3 separate regions of the Zea mays genome follow, and all the other regions are linked to region 3. A link is a contact called in public Hi-C data. All regions are on one chromosome and are shown on one strand. The core of a region is the stretch at or near the end of the contact, and the rest is flanking DNA. Distances in the headings are between cores, read along the strand shown. Region 1 holds the start of LOC103634994 (G-type lectin S-receptor-like serine/threonine-protein kinase At2g19130). Region 2 holds the start of LOC100276107 (Plastid division protein PDV1). Region 3 holds the start of LOC100283732 (3-methyl-2-oxobutanoate hydroxymethyltransferase).

Region 1 (2,700 bases), core at 188-2,687, 360 kb before region 3:
TGTACTCACAAAAATGTTGTCTATAAATGAAAGTACAGAGTCATTTTTTTAAAAATAAAAAATCGGTACCACGACGGAGATGGTCCAGGGAGGTAAATTGGTTTTTTTATGCCAGTTGCGCATGGAACCGCAAGGCCTCGTGCCTGACGAGCCCACCACCAATAGTTCAGCCCAATACTACCGATTTAGCCCAGCAAGATACACACATCCATTTCCCACCCTAGGCCCAACCGAGAGAAAGCCCCAAGAGAAGTCCCCAGGCCCAACAAAGAAAAAAACTGCGCTCTGTCCACACTGCCACTGCCAGTTTTTCTTTTTGTATTTTTTTTTGTACCTCTGTTCACGTGATCACGTCTTTCCTATCGTCTCGTCTCTGCATTTTCTGGGTCTACCGAATAAAAACAAAACAAATAAATGTTGTTTGGTCGGTTCGCTTTTGATTTGTAGCCGTAGCCATTTTTCATGCTTCCACCCCTACTAATCTACTATTTTTTCCTCCACTAAAGCCACACTTTGCATGTTGCGTTGCCTGCCTCCACATTTGACAGCAAAAGGTTAACGGGGAAGCTGCTCCACAACAAGCTTTGGCATTTTTACCTAACTAGTAGTGAAAGCTACTTCCCGCTTTCACAAAAGCCGGACACCATGTAGTTAAAAACATATATAGAGAGATGTGCATCGATCACACTGGAATCCATTATTTGTTTGAAAGCTTTTATAGTAGCATTTTATTAGGCTATCTCCATTATCTTACACAATCACATACCCATATATACTAGAGTGAATTCACTACCATGTTCTAACTTTAAAATTTTCACAGCATCAATTGTTTTTTTGGAAACGAGTAATAATGATAATATTTCAATTTATGCGTAGCAGTATAGCTAGATTCATCTGTGTCTCATCTTACAAGTCGAACCTTAAATTAAAACGCTGTGTTTATACTTTAAAATTTTCACAAAAGTAATCGATCTTTTTTTGGAAACGAGTCAGAACGATAATATGCTAATTTGTGTGTAACGGTATGGTTATATTCATGTGCGGGTCCCAACTTAGATGTCCGACCTTAAAATTAAAACATCGCGTTTACATCTTAAAAATTTTACGAAATTGATTATTTTTTAAATGATTAAGAATGATATTTTGCTAATTTGTGTAACAGATGAACCCACTTTTAAAAAGCATGACCTTAAAATTTAAGCTTTGCATTCATATCTTAAAATTTTCTCGAAATCAACCAATATTTATTGGAATGACTTAGTTTAACAATTGATTAAACTATATTGATTTTTTTGAAGATTTACACATATACCATAGTTTAAAAGTTATATCAATACCGACCCATAAAATCTATTACAGCCCAAACCATTAGGAGGCCTAGAAGTAATGAAAAAGAAAGATTGTCGATTAAAATATAAAGCAAAGACCATATAAATATAATATTAATTAAATCATAAAATCATTTCTAACATGTGATAGTATCTATGTGTAACTACTGGTGTCAAATGGCCACAACTTTTCCAAAAGGTCATAAGGATACACTAGCTAGTCTAGATTTTAGAAACGTGCACACATCCGTCGGAGGAGAAAAATCCAGTCGCGGCATTCATTGCTAACCTGTTCCTCCCGTGTCATTTTTCTGAGGGAGTCAAAGAGAAACGACGGCGTGGCGTGGCGTGGCGCGAGGTCGGAGATCCAGCGGTGAAGTCGCACTAAAGTAAAAGGCTTGGTCAAAGGCGAGGCGGCAGTTCTCGCCGGAGCTCGGAGCTATCGTGTACGGCAGCACGAGCACTCAGCTTCAGGTCACCTCATTCATTCTTGCTCACCTCGCTGGTGACTTCTTCTTCCCTGCCGTGTTCGTGCTCGTCCCCCCCTGCAAGTGATGCCCGGTACCGCAATGGAGGCACCAAAGCGTAGCTGCTCCCCGTCGGGGCCTCGTGGGTGCGCGACGCCCACCTTCCTCTTCTCCATCGTCCTGCTGCTGGCACTGGCAGTCGCTGCTTCGGTGACGGACACCATCCTCCCGGGCGCGGGCATCTCCGGGAACCAGACGCTGGTGTCCAAGAACGGCGACTTCGAGCTGGGCTTCTTCTTGCCGGGCGCCGGCATCCACCGCTTCCTCGGCGTCCGCTTCAAGAAGATGCCGGGCACCAGCCCCACGTTCTGGGTCGGGGACAGGGTGGTCATCTCCGACATCTCAGCCGCGGCGCTGGAGGTCTTCGGCGGCAGTCTGTGCATCACGGAGGCCGGGTCTACCCTCTGGTGCTCGTCCGTCGCGGGAGCCGGGCCGGGGCCCCCGCCGCCGTCCGCCGCCGCAGCCGCGGTGCTCCTCGGCAACGGCAACCTGGTGGTGAGGGACCAGGCCGACGACGCATCGTCGCGGGTGCTGTGGCAGAGCTTCGACTACCCCGGCGACTCGCTGCTCCCCGGCGCCCGGCTGGGGCTCGCCGCGGGAACGGGGGCCAACGTCTCGCTGACGTACAGGGACTTCTCGCACAACGGCAGCCTCAGCGTGGACCCGAGCAGGAGGAACGGCTTCGTGCTCAGCACCGACGGGCATCCCAGCAGCCTGGGGACCTTCCCGGACTGGATGGTGACGTCACAGGACAACGGCACCTCGCTGGTGCTGAACCCTCCTCCGGACAGCTCTAACCTGACCGAGTTCTTGCAGTTCAGCCTGGGGCAAGTGAGCCTGATGCG
Region 2 (2,700 bases), core at 84-2,583, 320 kb before region 3:
AAGAGCAATGCGCATCACGACTAGAAAGAAGCATAGGTCGTGACTGTTCCTTACAATAATAATATTTATCAAAACAAAAATATTGGCTTAGATGGTGATTTCGTTTCACAGGTAACAGAAAGCACTCTACAAGTGTATGTACCCGTAGATTTCAGAACAGCACATAGCACGGGGGGTTTCAGACACTTGAGACCCGTGACCTAATAAAATGCCGATGCAGTTCAAACTTTCAAGGTTAGTAGTCTGGAATTCTGAATGGGAATGAGTACACGTAACGATTTCATCATCACATATTAAAACAACTGCAGACATAAAAAAGTATGTGGAGAACTGGAGCTCTTCACTCCAGCCCTGTCTGTCATGTAATAATACGATCAGAGTGGACCTTTTTGTTCATATAAACATGTTATTATGGTAGCAGACAGTCCACAGTCCCATCAAAATTCCAAATATGCTCTCGCACTCGGCCATATTACGGCCTACTTGCCTGAAAGAAAGGCTGAAACCACCAAACGTGGCAATGAAATTGAATCACTTGTTACCTTTATATCACACAGGATTAAAACAAGGCCTGGTATGCTGCCAACAAGATGAATAATACATGCCACTCTCACTCGCACAAATACCTTTTATATTTTTTTTAGAGAACAGAGTTTTCCCAACTCCATGCAGATCTGAATATTAGGGATTCTTTTAAGGCAAATCCTCTCCTCAGAGAGCCCTTCAATTGACTAGTAAAACACTTGAACATGTGGTAAATGCACAAGATCCTACGGTGGTTTCAAGTCTCGACAACCACCCACCCGCATTTCCAGTCACACCGGCACTAGACGAACATCCAATCAACAAACTAACAAACATTAACGAATTGGCAAGCGAGAAATGGAGGAGGGAGGGAAAGCCAGGTCAGGAGGGGGGGCTCACGAGAAAACACTCGAACTGGTCCTCGAGGTCCTCCAGCGCGGCGCGGATGGCGTGCAGGCTCCTGGCCTCCTCAGCCAGGGCCGCCAGGGCGACGACCTCGTCTCCGCCGCGCGCGCCGAGACCCAGACCCCCGCCCTTGACGTCCACGAGGCCGGGGGCGGAGGCCGAGGAGCGGCGGCGAACGGCGCGCAGGAAGTGGGCGCGGGAGAGGGCGTGGATCGCGTCGCTGACCTTGTCGTGGAGGTCCCAGATGGTCTCCAGCACGGCCTCCTCCTGCTCGGGCCCCATCGAGATCCCTAGGCCCGGAAGGTTCTAGAGCATTCGGACGTACTCGATTTCGAATCGAGAAGAGGAGAAGAGGCGGTGTTGGACTCCACTGGAGTGGTTTGGTGTGCCGAGTAGCAGCAACTGTCTTCCTCCTCTTCTTCTTATTTACCGTTTAATACGCCGATTATTACTGTTACCTCGGATTGAAAATGTCAGCGTTACTTTACTGAGCCCCACGAGTCCATGCTAGATACAGCTGGGCCATTTTATTTGGGAATCCGATTTATTTATTTGTTTGTTTATTAAACGATTAGTCCCTTATATTACGGACGTTAATGTAATGATCCAAATATTTATTCATAATTTATAAAAGCCCTAACGCCCCGTTTGGATCATTGGAATTAAATTCCATTCTAATAATAGTAATTTAGGCATATATCAATTAAGTTAATTCGGTTTTATGCAAAATATATTTGTATACTATTATTAGAAAGATGTCGGAGATATTTATGTGCTACATTTTTACTATAGAGGAGTGAGACGAAGAGTGTCATGTAAGTTATAGATTAGAAACCAATTCTACTAATGCATAAAATCATTTCTCACTCTCCACCCCATGAATTTGAGATAGTCTTATATCTGAACTTTGGAAAGTGGTGGAACGTCAAATTCCAAACTAAATAAGTTACTTTATTAAGTGAATTCCAATTCCTTTAAAATGAAGGGATCCAAACGCCCCGTAAAGGTAATTTAATTTAAAAATGAATAAAAATAGAGATTAATCTTAATCCAATTTAATTCTTAAATTTTATTGTGTAAAATTTATAGGCCACTGTAATCTTGTACTGACAATCACTGGACATGCAACAATCGATTGCGGATGTAAAATTCTTGCAGCTGGACAATGGAAATGTATTCTTTTTGCAGAATGGAATCAATCTAACATTTTAGAGACGACAACATTTTAGCCGTCGATAAATACCCCTAGCTTTGATCATATCCAAGATGACAATACAAATACAAATATGTAATCCGAGCACATGGTGACTAAGCAAAAACATATTGTACAAGCCCAGTGATCGAAGGGCATATAAAACTGAACCAAATAAGCCTCTCTCTTCCTGAACCGCATCATGGAGAATTACATCGTTTCAAGGATCACTTAAAAGATTCCAGTAGAGCAAGGAAACATCTTAATTTCAGGATGACCACAAAAAGGTGTCATTTAAACGTTTCATCAATCATCTATCTAAAATTCTTAATAGCAAGCCTGGTTACAGAAGTGTGCTTTCTTCAACGTCTCTTCCTTCTGCTTAACCTTCCCCTTGTGTTTGTCCTTCCTCATCTTCGGTTCCGACATGTCCTTGCCTGATGGTTTCGGTGGCGCCAGAAGATGCTTGACGTTCAGTATACCGTTCCTAAAGCGCCCTTCTGTGGCCCTAAGCACTCGGTCCTCTGGCCTTTTCTTGTGAGGTTTGGTGTCCTTGTCCCTCTTCCTAAAGATCCCAA
Region 3 (2,717 bases), core at 102-2,601:
TTATAGCACTGTCAACCGTCTTCCCTTGAGGCCTAAATCCACCGAGAACACTAATAGCTTGCGGTGTGAGGCCAACATGCCCCATGACAGCGATTCCAGCCTCCACAATAGCCTTGGCTGCAGTGATCCTCGATGGGGCACCCCCTTCCAGCTTGATCGCATCCATTCCACCTTCCTTGAGGACCCTCACGGCTGAATCAACAGCCTAAAAGAGCATGGAAAAACAATACCAGTATCCATCATGCATGTGCATCAGTGCAAATGAACATGCTGACCTTATGTTTCCTTTTTACAATTTCGTCTAGTACTTTTGCAGCATTATTATTTGGTTAAAAGGCCCTGTTGCTGAACATCTAAATATTGAACCAAAAAATAATCGAATGGAGAGAGAGAGAGGGAGGGAGAGAGAGAGAGAGGGAGAGAGAGAGAGAGAGAGAGGGAGAGAGGGAGGGAGAGAGGGAGAGAGAGAGAGAGAGAGAGAGGGAGGGAGGGAGGGAGGGAGAGAGAGAGAGAGAGAGAGAGAGAGGGAGGGAGGGAGGGAGGGAGAGAGAGAGAGAGAGAGAGAGAGAGAGAGAGAGAGAGAGAGAGAGAGAGAGCTGCAGTTAGTGAATTATACTGTAAAACCAGATGTTTCCTATCCAAATTTAACAGGCATCACATTTCTGCAGTGACAAAAATGGAGATCACCTTCGACAGTGAGACGAACGCGATAGCCAAGGCCCATGTGCTGGCTGCATTGTGATCTGTGGCACCACCCGTACCATTCTATTCTACTTCTATCCCTATCACATCGGAATATCTTGTCCAGGACGGAGGGGAGAGGCGGAGGAGTACCTGGGCGGCGGAGGACTCGTAGCAGCCGAATGGGAGATCCCCGACGAGGAGCGGGCGCGGCGCGCCCCGGGCCACGGCGCGGCAGTGCTCGAGCATGATGTCGAGCGTGATGGGGAGCGTGGTGTCGTGGCCGTGGACGACCATGGCGGCGGAGTCCCCGACGAGGCAGACGTCGATGCCGGCGGAGTCGACGTGGACCGCCGAGGGGTAGTCGTAGGCGGTGACGACGGTGATGGGCTCCCCGCGGCGGTGCTTCCCACGGAGTGTGGTCACCGTCACGCGCCGCGCCGCCGAGGACTCCTGCGGGCGTGGGCCCCCGTAGACGGTGGACTCCGGCACGTTGCTCAGCCGCCGCCGCCGCGCCACCTGCCGCGCGAGGAGAAGGGGTAGGGACCGCCGCATCGTGTCTCTCGTCGCGCGTACGGGCGGAGGGACCGAGGCACAGAGGGTTGGTGTGGGATGGGGAGCGACGGGGACGGGCGAGTGTTTGGAATTGGAGTAGAATACGGGCGGGGCGGCGGGCGGGCCTTTGAACTTGGGCCTAAACTTCACGTCGTCCAAGTAGTCAAAATTTGGAAAGATGGGGGAGTAATCAAATTGCGTGTGCCCACTGCCGAGGGCCCAGGCCGCTCGTCGTCGTCGTCGACCTCCTCCACTTGGGCTGCATGAATTGACGTCACAGTTCCATGGTCGGCAAACGAAAGCTGCCTGAGGGAGAGTGTTCAATCAAAAGTGACCCACCTGTAAACCATAGGGGTTAAAAAAAAGAAAGAAAAGTAGGGAGAGGCCTTGACGACGCTGACAGTGAGAGACTACAATGAATGGTATTGATAAAGAATAGTGTAGATGTGGAGTAGATCTGCATCGCGGCGCAGGAACGACCGAACGAGTGGCTCCCGTGCATCCTGCTCCCAGCCAAACGCCCAAACCCATCCGTCTTCGGGACTAGGGTCCCGGCATCCATCAGTGCAAGGGCAAGGCAGTTGGCCGCCGCGCCCCCGCCCCGCGGGTCTCCCCTCCTGCTCCGGTCCAGGGCGCCCCGGCCCCCCCTCGTCCGAATCCCGTCGGTGGTGAGCCGCCGCCGGGTGTGGCCCGCGAGCTGCGACGCGCCGACGATGCTGCCAAACGGAGAAGCTCCCTCCGGATCCATGCCGCCGGTGCCTGCCGCCGACGCGAACACCTCTAATTCAGGTACGTGTTGCTGGCGGGGGGCTCATGCGGTTACCACTTACCAATCCATATCCACAGCGTGTTGCCATGTTGTGCTCGACCCCCAACTCGGCACCGGAGCTGCGCTTGTGGACGATAGCAGACGGAGATCTGTTTTCTTTATCAACTAATACATGGGCAATTACTTGGGCACTGCTGTTTTTAGGTTTTTAGGCTTCTACCTAAGCACCTTATGCTTGTTGACATCATCTTGGAACCTTCCTATGCAGATGACACTAGATTTGATGCGTCACAGTATGCCTTTTTTGGCAACAATGTGCTGGAGGAGATTGAACTAGGCGGATTCGAAGATGATAACAGCAGTAATGCTGCTTTCGCTGGACTCGATGATTTAGAGCGCCCACTTTCTTCTCAGGGGATTGCACTAGAGGTAGGACTATGCTGGACAAGAGAAATTCAATGCCAGTTGTTAATACAGATTTTTTTGTTCCATGCTGGAGCTGGACAAGTACTGTATTGAGTATAGCTGTTAGCCTGTTCGATCTTTGTACAGCCATGGCAAATGGATAATTTCTGATAGCACCGTGAAGATACTGTTTAGTGAAGTGTGTGTGTGCGCGTTGGGGGGGGGGGGATTTTCTCAGAAGATTGCAGATACATTACACTTGTATGACGTGATTTTTTCGTTCTTTTGTTGCGCTGCTAAGTTTGAT

The links. Hi-C and Micro-C count contacts between places; a contact is called where the count stands out from the background.
Region 1: a contact with region 3 is called in a Hi-C map of leaf, with 2.7 times the contacts expected there. The contact joins the promoter of LOC103634994 here to the promoter of LOC100283732 in region 3. A contact is called at or near these places in 9 of 25 Hi-C or Micro-C datasets (bundle sheath, ear, endosperm and 3 more).
Region 2: a Hi-C map of leaf shows a contact between it and region 3, with 7 times the contacts expected there. The contact joins the promoter of LOC100276107 here to the promoter of LOC100283732 in region 3. A contact is called at or near these places in 4 of 25 Hi-C or Micro-C datasets (ear, leaf, root tip and 1 more).

Annotation. Positions count from the first base shown.
Region 1 is chr8:27,572,525-27,575,224 of Zm-B73-REFERENCE-NAM-5.0, forward strand. It overlaps LOC103634994 (G-type lectin S-receptor-like serine/threonine-protein kinase At2g19130), which reads left to right and starts at 1,438. Exons shown (of 1, transcript XM_008657567.4): 1 at 1,438-2,700. The coding sequence starts at 1,883.
Region 2 is chr8:27,618,903-27,621,602 of Zm-B73-REFERENCE-NAM-5.0, forward strand. LOC100276107 (Plastid division protein PDV1) reads right to left here and starts at 1,334. Exons shown (of 2, transcript NM_001149979.2): 1 at 925-1,334. The coding sequence starts at 1,212. It overlaps LOC109941573 (a long non-coding RNA gene), which reads right to left. Exons shown (of 3, transcript XR_002264238.3): 3 at 2,161-2,700.
Region 3 is chr8:27,936,022-27,938,738 of Zm-B73-REFERENCE-NAM-5.0, forward strand. It overlaps LOC100283732 (3-methyl-2-oxobutanoate hydroxymethyltransferase), which reads right to left and starts at 1,352. Exons shown (of 5, transcript NM_001156631.2): 1 at 835-1,352; 2 at 1-205. The coding sequence starts at 1,236. It overlaps LOC100383823 (Topoisomerase II-associated protein PAT1), which reads left to right and starts at 1,698. Exons shown (of 5, transcript NM_001362155.1): 1 at 1,698-2,025; 2 at 2,274-2,434. The coding sequence starts at 1,950.